Regions from separate parts of the Sus scrofa genome. Here regions 1 and 2 are each linked to region 3. Evidence: chromatin contacts called from public HiChIP or PLAC-seq data. All regions are on one chromosome and are shown on one strand. Each heading gives the region's core, a stretch centred on a gene start, on an enhancer-like site or on the middle of the called end of the contact. The rest is flanking DNA. Distances are from core to core; before and after follow the strand shown.

Region 1 (3,438 bases), core at 59-2,558, 220 kb before region 3:
CCCTGATCCTGGGACCCTCAGGCCAGAGCTCTTTTCTCTCCTAATAAAGAGGGGAGGCTGAGGCAGTCCGCATGGCTTTATTGTGGCTGAGCGGAGGTGAGACCCACGTGCTCTGATCTGGAGCACGCTCGCCCGTGCCCTGGCCCCACCGTGAGCGACCCGAGGGGACGTGGCTCACCGCCTCCTGAGGCGTGTCCGTCTGACGCTCAGATCTGGAGAAGCTTTCAGGAGCTCAGAGCATCCATCGCTGGACCCCGGACCGTCCCTCAGCCACGGGAGAGCACGTCCACTCCTCGCACGTGACGGCAGCTGGCTATTTGGAGGCAGGGATCCTGTGTCACTCACTCCCGTGTGTCATCTGAACCTATTTTTAACACCAGCTGGTTCTGTCTCTTCAAGTTGCCACGGCTCTGTTTTGTCCAAGCTGCAGAATGAGCGCCTCTGTTGTCCAAACGGATTCTCTTCTGTGGTCTGTACATAAAACCAAGAGGTCTCTTCCTGTCCCTTCTCCTCTTTTGACCTCACTCCTCTCTGCCTTGGCCTCTGTCTGGGTGATGAGATTCTCTGTGTGCCCTCAGCTACATCTTTGGTTTGTTGATGCTGCTAAAATTCCTTCTAGGAGACTTGGCCCAGAGGGCGCCAGGTCACTCCGATATTTTGCACGGAGTGACGAAGGCTCTGTCTTGATGATACCCATGCAAACAACCCCTCTCCCTGGGACGAGAGCATCCCCCACAGGCCTTTGTCTCTCCATGCAGGAGTGCCACCCCCCTTTCCCCTGCCCCTGCCGGTGTCCTGCACCGCCCAGCTGAGGGCACACAGCCACGGGGCCGTGTGCCCCTGGTGTCCTGGGTGCTCGCTGCGTGGCCCGTATTGCATTTCAGTCAAGGAAAGCTGCACTTGGCGGTGTCACATGCGGGCCCCGTGCTGCTACACGCCTGAGCGTTGAGGTGGGGCCAGGAGGGACGGGACGTGCAGGACAAAGTTCCCCTTTGCAGCCTTGTAAATCAGTCAGGAGAGCTTGGCCAACCTGGCAGCAGTCCCGCCCTTCTCCCTGAGCATTTGTTTTTATTCAGGCTTCCAGGAGCTTCATGTGTATAGAACTGTTTTTAAAAGAGAGGAAAAATAGGTGGGGGATCCCATGCTGGTCTGTGAGGGAAGCTGCCTGGGGGGTCTTGGGGTGGGGCTCGCAGGTAACATCAGGGACATCCCCTAGGGCCCCACTTGCTGAAGGGAGCCTGAACGCTGGTCACCTCTCACAAGTTAATGCAAGATACGAGGTGGGAGGCCCCTGGGAGCTTGTCTCTTGGTGCCTCTGGACTGACCCCGCAGTTCCTGGAGCCACAGGGGAGTCCTTGCTGCAGAGCGAGGACAGGGCCCAGCACTGCATCCAGGACTCGCTGGGTCTGCTGTTTGTGGCGCTGTGGATACTCTGGGGGGTGCGGTGGCTTTGTCAGTGATGCGTTGGGATGCCTGGCACAGGGTAACGTAGGGTCAGGTGGGCCTCTCAGAAGTCCTGGGCCACCCTTCTGCTTGGAGCTGTTCCCCACTGCCTGGAGCAGGAAATTAAGATTCCCTAATAGCACAGGTTCCTCCGGGCTGCTCAGATCCCACGGCCAAATCCAGGTTCAAATCCAGCTTCTCCATGGGAGGGGCAGGCAGTGGAGGTGCATGTGCTTTATTCTGGGGCAGGGAAGTTGGCAGCCAGGTTTGGATGGCAAGGGAGGCCTGGCGGTGGAGGGGCACGTGTGAAACCAGCTGGCATGTGTCCGGAACAGACCAACAAGGCTGAGGGGCTGCTGCCCCGGCGGTGGTGCAGACACCCTGGACTCGTAAAGAAACCCTACTCTTCAGAGAGGAAGTTGTGGGATGAGCCCTGCTTGGAAGTCTCCCTGGCCGCGAACAAAAAAATAAAATGCTTTGCAGGGAGGGGAACCTTCACAGCTTCAGGCAGATGTCTGAAGGCACTTCAGGCTTTCCAAGTGAATGATAAGCCGGAGGCTTGGAGGAGGCGGCTGCAGCTTAGAGTGGGCCACACCGCCCGCCCTGTGCAAGGCCTGTTTTCTATTTACAGAAGAATTTTCATTAGTTTAAAAAAAAAAAAAAAAAAGAAAAGAAAAAAAAGCATGAGTTACCCAACCGCGTGCCCAATTCGATTCTGCTTTTTTAATGCATGTCCGCGTGTGTGCATATACAGAAACATGTTGGTGAGGGGGGCTCAGGGGTGGGGGCAGGGGGCGGGGAGCCCAGATGTCACCCGCAGGCTCTGAGAACAAATGGGTTTCTGGATGGTCTTTGACCTCTGAACCGGGTCGTGCGGCCGAGTGTTCCAAGGCGTTGGATTGAGTTTTGACCCCTAAGTGTTCTGTGGTGAACGGGGAAGAGTTACAATTCCTGTTTCTGCAGGAGCTGCTCTTTCCAGCCCCAGCCCCCTGGGTGTAGGCCTGGGTCGCGGAGAGGAGCGTGGGGGAGGAGCCCTAGAGGTCCTCTCTCACCCCACCCCTGGACACGTGGGGAAGCTGAGGCCCAGAGCAACAAGAGACTTGCCCTCTGGCTCCCTCCCAGCCGGACCGAGCCCATGCACGCGGTCTCTGGCTTCTGAGACCAGCCCTCTTTCCGCTCCTGCTCCAGTGGGGGGGGCTCCATCCCCTGCTCCTGCCACAGCCCCGGCGTGGCACAGGCCTCAGTGAATGTCAGGGGTTTTCCGTTTGGGTTTTGTGTTTTTAGAGAAAACTCACAGGAGACGCTTTGCTGAGTGTCTTAATGGAGCTCTAACTCAGAGTTGGAAACCGCAGGGAGAGGCCCATTCCTAGCAATCCAGAAAGGCCCGCTTCCACATGGCCAGGTTGGAGCAGGTCTTTGAATAATAAAAAGTATAATCATTTATGGAATACCTGCTGTATGCCTCACATTGTGTTGTTGAGGTGTGGGGTGAGGGCGGGGTTGTGTTGATAGATGTGGGATGAGGTCCCTTGGTGCAAGAGTTAGTTCTTAACCCTTTTATGTTGCCCTATGACACTGGTAGCTACTTGCATTTTCTCCTTTTTTGAACGTTTTCCATTACAAGCACATGTTCACTTCACGATCAAAGAATACCAATAACTGTCATACTTTAGGACACAGAGTTAAGCACTGCAGAGCTGCTTGATTTGGCCAGAACCTTTTTTGCTTTTTTTAGGGTTGCACCCTTGGCATGTGGAGGTTCCCAGGCTAGGGGACTAATCGGAGCTACAGCCACTGACCTACACCACAGCCACAGCAACACCAGATCCAAGCCACATCTGCAACCTACACCACAGTTCATAGCAACGCAGGATCCTTAACCCACTGAGCAAGGCCAGGGATCGAACCCACAACTTCATGGTTCCTAGCTGGATTCGTTTCCACTGTGCCAAGACAGGAACTCTCCTAGGAGAACCTAAAGATAAGTTATCACTT
Region 2 (3,471 bases), core at 616-3,115, 150 kb before region 3:
CGGGGACTGTGTTTCACGTCCAGGGGAGGAGGGTCAGACCCTCACGTCCCACACATGCTTTCTCCCGAAGCCAAAGACGAAGCAAGGCGATGCTGTCTGAAGCCTGAGGTGACCCCCGCCTGCTCCCGTGCCAGCCTTGGGCCTGCGGCTGAGGGGCAGAGCGTCTGTCAAGCACCCAGCCAGAGCCGGCTTGGGAAAGGACCCACAGCGTAAAGGCGCCCCAAAGTAACCTCACCTCTCCACGGGGCTTTTCCAGTTGCACCTACTGGAAACCTCCTGATCAAATGCAGCTGGTAATCCGAAAGTGGGCCGAATCCGAGGGGGATGTGGGGCTTTATCCCCACTTTGCACATGAGGAGACCCAGCATCTGAGTGGAAACTGCACCAGGGGACTCTTAGAAATGGTGTTGCTCCGGTCCTCTGACACCTGCTGGGAATGATCTGAGAACTTTCTAATGGATCAACAAGACACCTGGCGTCCGCATCGTGGCTCGGTGGAAACGAACCCGACTAGCATCCGTGAGGACACGGGTTCGATCCCTGGCCCCGCTCAGTGGGCTAAGGATCTGGTATTGCTGTGAAGAAGCTGTGGTATAGGTTACAGATGCGGCTCAGATCCCGTGTGGCTCTGGTGTAGGCTGGCAGCTACAGCTCTGATTTGACCCCTTGCCCTAGAACTTCCATATGCCACAGGTGCAGATTTAAAAAAATTAAAAAATTGAAAAGGACATTTTCCCCCTTTTTGGCTGCCCCGTAGCACATGGAGTTCCTGGGCCAGGGATCAGATCTGAGCCACAGGTGCAATCTAAGCCACAGCCGCAGCAACACAGGACTTTAACCCACTGTGTCAGGCTGGAGATCAAACCCGTGTCCTAGTGCTAGTGCCCCCAAAATCCCGCCAATTTTGCTGCGCCACAGCCAGAACTCCAAGACAAAGACAAAATGAGAGAGTGTTCACATGTGCTCAAAGCCAGTGTCAAAACATTGGTTCCAAATGCATGTTGCTTAAAAATCCAAGTCCCTAGGAAGTTCCCACGTGGTGGCATGGGTTAAGGACCTGGCATTGCTGCAGCTGTGGTGCAGCCTGCAACTGTAGCTCAGGTTCGATCCCTGACCTGGGAACATCCACAGGCGCAGGTGTGGCAACAATCTGAGTTCCTCTGGTACAATTTTTAGACCAGTGTACCCCCTCCTCTCACAGTCCTGCTTCCTTCCCCCAGACTCACTCTAACTAGGTGGGTGCTCGGTAGTCTGTTCCTGAGGCCAAATAACGCCTTAACATCATCCCCTATTTCCTCCCTCCCTGAGTTTAGAAGAAAGGGAGGTAAGAGGGTGGTGAGGATGAGGCAGGTGGGATTTGGGGATTTGGGGAAGTGGAGGGGGCAGCTGTCATCACATGCGACCTTCCCCGCTCTTCACACTACCCCATGAGGTCTGGGCCTCAGGCTCCTCACCTGCACGGGGAGCACAGAAACACCAGTCCTGGAGTTCCTATCGTGGCTCAGCAGGTTACAAACCTGACTAGCATCTATGAGGATGTGGGTTTGATTCCTGGCCTTGCTCAGTGGGTTAAGGACTCAGCATTGCGGTGAGCTTCGGTGTGTAGGTCTCAGATGCGGCTCGGATCCTGCATTGACATGACTCTGGCGTAGGCCGGTGGCTGCAGCTCGGATTAGACTCCAGCCCGAGAACCTCCATATGCTGAGGGTGCAGCCCTAAAAAGCAAAAAAAAAAGAGGGGGGGCAAGAAACACCAGTTCTGCCAGCCTCAACTTGCAGACAGACCAGCTGCAAAGCACTTAAAGAGAGAAGAGCGGGTGCCAAGCTCCACAGCTCAGCTCCACGGCCCAGGGGGACAGGCCAAGGCCAGCCACGAGGGTTGTCCTCACTCCAGGTTCTGGGACGAGGGCCAAGGCCTGCCCTGCAATACTGGCCTCTTTGCAGGCCAGGCCTCAAGCTGCAAGGTCATCACTGACGGCCGTTTCCTCACAGCCTCCGACCCACAGGCTCAACTCGGGCTCGCTTCCCCTCTCTCCGCTCTCCCGCCGCGCCTCTGGGGGCTTCTGCCCCCTCAGCCTGGCTCCAAGCCACCACCATCACTCACCCAAGAATTACTGCCATGGCCTCCAGCTGGACTCTGTACAGTGGCCCTGCCAACTCGTCCTCCACACGCCCATAAGTGTTCTTAAAAAGAGCCCTCTGACTCAGCAACTCTGCTAGGAATTTATCCAATGGCTGTGCTGGCAGAAGTCCTCTAAGATACGTGAACAAGACGCTCGCTGCAGCATTATTTGTAATAGCTAACGACTAGAAAGAACCCAAATGGCCATCGGTAGATATTAATGCGGCTGCTCAAAAGGACAGCGTAGCTCAAATGTGCTGACCAGGCAAGATCCTGTGATCCCAAGGTATTAGGTGAAGAAAGGCAGGTGTACAAGAGTCTATAAATAGGGTGACGCCAAGTGATGTACATACATGCATCCTGATTATCATTTTAACAGTGCGATGTAAGAAACTCTAGGAGTTCCCACTGTGGCTCAGTGGTAACAAACCCAACTCATATCCATGAGGATGCCTGTTTGATCCATGGCCTCGCTCAGTGGGTTAAGGATCGATCCAGCATTGCCGTGAGCTGTGGTGTAGGTCGCAGACATAGCTCAGATCTGGCGTTGCTGTGGCTGTGGTATAGGCTGGCAGCTGCAGCTCCGAATTGACTCCTAGCCTGGCTACTTCCATGTGCCGAGGGTGTGGCCCTAAAAACACAAACAAAAGCTCTACGTTGGGAGTTCCCGTCGTGGTGCAGTGGTTAACGAATCCGACTAGGAACCATGAGGTTTCAGGTTCGATCCCTGCCCTTGCTCAGCGGGTTAACGATCTGGCGTTGCCATGAGCTGTGGTGTAGGTTGCAGACGCGGCTCGGATCCCGAGTTGCTGTGGCTCTGGCATAGGCTGGCAGCTACAGCTCCGATTAGACCCCTAGCCTGGGAAACTCCATATGCCACGGGAGCGGCCCAAGAAATAGCAAAAAGACCAAAAAAAAAAAAAAAAAAAGTTCTAGGTTGTAGCTACCTTTAGGGTAAAAGACTGGGGCTGCCTTGGGTAGGGTGACAGCTTATATATATAGTGGGAAGCCTTAATTGCCTGGCTTTCAAGGCCCCTTGAGAGCTGGCCTTTCCAGCCTCATCCCAACCCTACTGCACCCCCATTTCCAACCACTCCCCAAAGCACCAGGTCCCTCTGGGCCTCCCTGCTTTCACACGCCCACCACCTGCCCCAATAAACCTTCCACACACACCACCAGCAGCCCCAGCCCTCCTCTTCCTGGTAACCCGTCCTGCTGCCCCCACCCAGCCTAAAACCTGCCTTGTAAATTGGAGGGAGCACAACTTGGGAGGCAGCACTGTCATTTACGGAGGTGACGTGGGCTCCAGCACCTCTCTTCAGAGCCATCCTCCTACAGCAGGAAGTATCC
Region 3 (3,519 bases), core at 653-3,152:
TTTATGTCAGAGCAAACACTGACTAAATGGGAATACTAGGAGAAAATTCCCATTTGAAGTACACAAGAAAAGGCACTAAATTCTGATTTAAAAGAGGGCTTGAGCAGATGGTAGAACGGTAGAATGGTAGAGATGTCCAATAAAACAAAGGCACATATGGCTGGAGTTCAGGGCACAAAGGCAGCCTGCTAACCAAGAAAGCACACTGCCCCAAGAGACCTGGGTTCTCATTACACCTCTGGGGCTAACTCACTATGTGGCCCTGGATAAGTCACTTCATCACTCTGAGTCTGAATTTCCTTGTTTATAATCCAAGTAGCTAAATGGATTTAAGAGTTTAGGACATGGACATTTATTAAGTTCAGAAACAGATAGCAAAAACTATAAGATCTTAACAGTACATGGACAAAGAACGCAAATAATTCACAAAAAAAGGGCAAAGGACCAACAAACACAGAGAAAACAATTCATTATATGCAGCAAATGAAAACAGGATGCTATTTTCACCTATTAAATTAGTAAGATTTTAAGAAAACATTAGCAATATAAATTGGAACAAAGTTTTCAAAAAAATCTAAGATTCAGAGATAGATCAGGATAGGAGCTGTACACCCAAGAGTTGTCTGAATTAACGCCTCAGTTAAGCTCGAGAACTGGACAGCCTCTCTGGCTAAGTGCTCTAAAGCAGCAACCAAAGACTGAGGTCTGAGGTTTATGGAAAAGTACCCCCTGTAAGAAATCAGGGCACAAAGAAGAAACAGAGACAGGCAAGAAATAGGAACAGAGAATGCTAGAAAGGGCCATGGAGAAAATTTTGCTTGAAATTATCATTTTCATTCATTTGATTTCATTCATATCATAAGCTTCTGCCATATGCCACACTAATGCTTAAAGCGCATTGATGAGTAAAATACATTGCATGGTCCTGCTGGCAGAGAGTTGCTGTATAGCAAAGAAAAAACAACTAAGTAAATAATTAAATAAGTAATTACAAACTCAGATAAGGGCTTGAAGGAAATAAACATTTAAAAAATAGATAAAGAATTGGCAACAAGTTCTGTGTCATTTATGTCAACAGAAAAGGGAGCAATCAATGGTTTCAAATTCATGGTTCTGGGAAGATGAGAACTAGACAAGGCTATTGGATTTGGATAGAAGGAAATAATTGTGTCCTGAGAGAGAATGGTGGTTGTGGGAGAAGCCAACATGAAAATAATTTTTTTTTTTTTTTTTTTTTTGGTCTTTTTACCATTTCTTGGGCCGCTCTCACGGCATATGGAGGTTCCCAGGCTAGGGGTCGAATCGGAGCTGTAGCCACCGGCCTACGCCAGAGCCACAGCAACGCAGGATCCGAGCCGCGTCTGCGACCTACACCACAGCTCACGGCAACGCCGGATCGTTAACCCACTGAGCAAGGGCAGGGATCGAACCCGCAACCTTCTAGTTCCTAGTCGGATTCCTTAACCACTGCGCCATGACGGGAACTCCAACATGGAAATAATTTAATGAAGGAGTGGGAGGGGCAGAAATGGGAGTTGTGATTATTAATAGTTTTTCAAGGAATTTGGCTATAAAAGAAAGAAGACAAACAAGGCGTCTAAAAAAAAAAAAAAAAAAAGCAGAGAGTTAAAGGGGAAGATTTAAGTGCATCTGAAGGCAGAAAGAGCCAGTCAGGAGGGAATGAGTGGCAACAAAATAAGAGGCATCTCATCTCTACGGTCGATCCCTGCAAAGTCTGGTCCATTCTCCCTGCAAAGGTCTCCCTATGAACCTGTCACTCAATAGGTTAGATTCTCTCCTATTTTAAAAATCAGAACTTTCTTCAATCCCACATGCCCTTTCTGATACTGCTGCCTCTCTCTTTCCTTTCAACACCAAACTTCTTGAAAAAGAGTTGACTATTTTCGGTTTCATTTCCTTACCTCCTGCTCACTCTTCAAGCTTCTGCCCTTAACCCTGCCTTTGAAACAGTCCTTACCAAAATCATCATCATTTGGCCTTACTTTGCAAAATCCAATGTGCAATTTTTAGAATTAGCTTATTTGGCCCTTTGACAACAATAGACACTGCTGACCAATCCCCTCCTCAGAAGCACTCCTTCCCACTCCATGACAGGCTCTCTCCTGTTCCTGGTCACACCCCCGTCTCCTACAAGTCTCTTGCACACGGGTGTGCTTCAGGATTGGGGCTCGGCTCCTCACTTTCGTACGTACTCTTCCCAGGCTACTGCCTCAGGTCTGACTACACGCTGCTGACCCTCAGGTATCTATTTGCTCCGTTCCGTTCCTCCTTAGCGTTAGCCTCGTACAGCCAACATCCTGCTGGACACTTCCTCTTGGATCCCCCACAGTTTGCCAAACACAGTTAAGTCTAAAACTGAACTTATTATCCCCCCGCAACCTGCTTCCTATCTTAATGAAAGGTGCTGCCATCCGCCTTGCTGCCTAGACCAGAAATCTGGGCCTCAGCCTTTACTCTCTTATCTTCATTCCCAACATCCAATCCACCTTCAGGTCCTTTGGGTTTTACTGTATTTACGACTCTTGATTCCAACCACATTTCTCCACCCTCCTGACGACTACCCCATCCAGGCCATCCTCATTTCTCATCCAGATATTGCAGTAGCTTCTCAAAGGGGCTTCCTGCCTCTAGGTGTGTTTTTCTCCAACACTTTTCCCACGTGGCAGACAGAGTTTTCTAAACTGCAGAGCTGAATATGTCACTCCTCCATTCAAAGATCCTTCAATAACCACCACTTATTCTCTCTAGGGTCCGAGGCTTTACAGTGGACTAAAGCTACCCTGTCACTGCCACACAACCAGATTCTGGATAAAAACCACTTCAAAAAACAGTAAGTGGAGGCTAAAGGGGTGGGGTTAACCTAAGGGTGGATGTTAACAGCAACACTACTGAAATACTTAGCTTAGGGCCAGTGGTGAGGTGGGAGAGCTAATTCTGGGACTCTGATCCTGAGTTAGGATCCTTGAGAGCTGTGCTAACGCATTTCAGGTCCTAAGTCATCCTTGACTACTGGCACAAACAAAAAAAGAAGCTAATCCCTTCACCAGGGAAGGTTTTCCGATTTAGCCCCACAGAATTCCCACAGATCGGAAGAAAATAACGAGCTCACAATTACAAATCAAGAAGCACATGGGAAGGCAAGCACCAAGAGAGTCAGCAGAAACAATAACAACGGGTTTAAATCCCAAGGATTTCAATTACTAGAACAGTCAGAAGAATACAGAAGAACTATACATTAAATGCTAAAAGAAATAAAAGGCACAATCACAAGTATATACAAATAACATTTAAAAGAAACAGATTTTCGGGGTAAAAGAAAATTTGTAAAAATAAAAAATAGTTTTTGAAAGAACTCAATGAATGGGTGAAATAACAAATTAGAGTCAACTGAAAAGAGAATCAGTGACTTGGAAGACATATACCTAAAGAAATTGCTCAGAATTCTATGTGAGACAAGAGGACATTCAAGCTAAAATAAAAGGTCTAGCATACTTTTAA

Evidence for each region. HiChIP or PLAC-seq counts read pairs in DNA pulled down with a chosen protein or histone mark.
Region 1: an H3K27ac HiChIP or PLAC-seq map of alveolar macrophages shows a contact between it and region 3. The contact joins two enhancer-like sites. A contact is called at or near these places in 1 of 47 Hi-C or Micro-C datasets (embryonic fibroblasts) and 1 of 2 datasets of contacts at active chromatin or transcription factors (alveolar macrophages).
Region 2: an H3K27ac HiChIP or PLAC-seq map of alveolar macrophages shows a contact between it and region 3. The contact joins two enhancer-like sites. A contact is called at or near these places in 2 of 47 Hi-C or Micro-C datasets (embryonic fibroblasts and liver) and 1 of 2 datasets of contacts at active chromatin or transcription factors (alveolar macrophages).

The regions. Positions count from the first base shown.
Region 1 is chr6:158,023,918-158,027,355 of Sscrofa11.1, forward strand. The region is part of intron 4 of SSBP3 (single-stranded DNA-binding protein 3); the gene reads left to right. Among named protein-coding and RNA genes, the nearest start is that of SSBP3, 110 kb to the left of the region's middle. Within about 2 kb of position 1,309, at least 24 of the 83 cell types and tissues checked have an H3K27ac peak or open chromatin away from gene starts, as enhancers often do. A contact at or near this core is called in alveolar macrophages, where this site is marked.
Region 2 is chr6:158,087,501-158,090,971 of Sscrofa11.1, forward strand. No RefSeq gene overlaps it. Among named protein-coding and RNA genes, the nearest start is that of MRPL37, 54 kb to the right of the region's middle. Within about 2 kb of position 1,866, at least 39 of the 83 cell types and tissues checked have an H3K27ac peak or open chromatin away from gene starts, as enhancers often do. A contact at or near this core is called in alveolar macrophages, where this site is marked.
Region 3 is chr6:158,239,734-158,243,252 of Sscrofa11.1, forward strand. The region is part of intron 3 of TCEANC2 (transcription elongation factor A N-terminal and central domain-containing protein 2); the gene reads right to left. Among named protein-coding and RNA genes, the nearest start is that of TCEANC2, 20 kb to the right of the region's middle. Within about 2 kb of position 1,903, at least 5 of the 83 cell types and tissues checked have an H3K27ac peak or open chromatin away from gene starts, as enhancers often do. A contact at or near this core is called in alveolar macrophages, where this site is marked.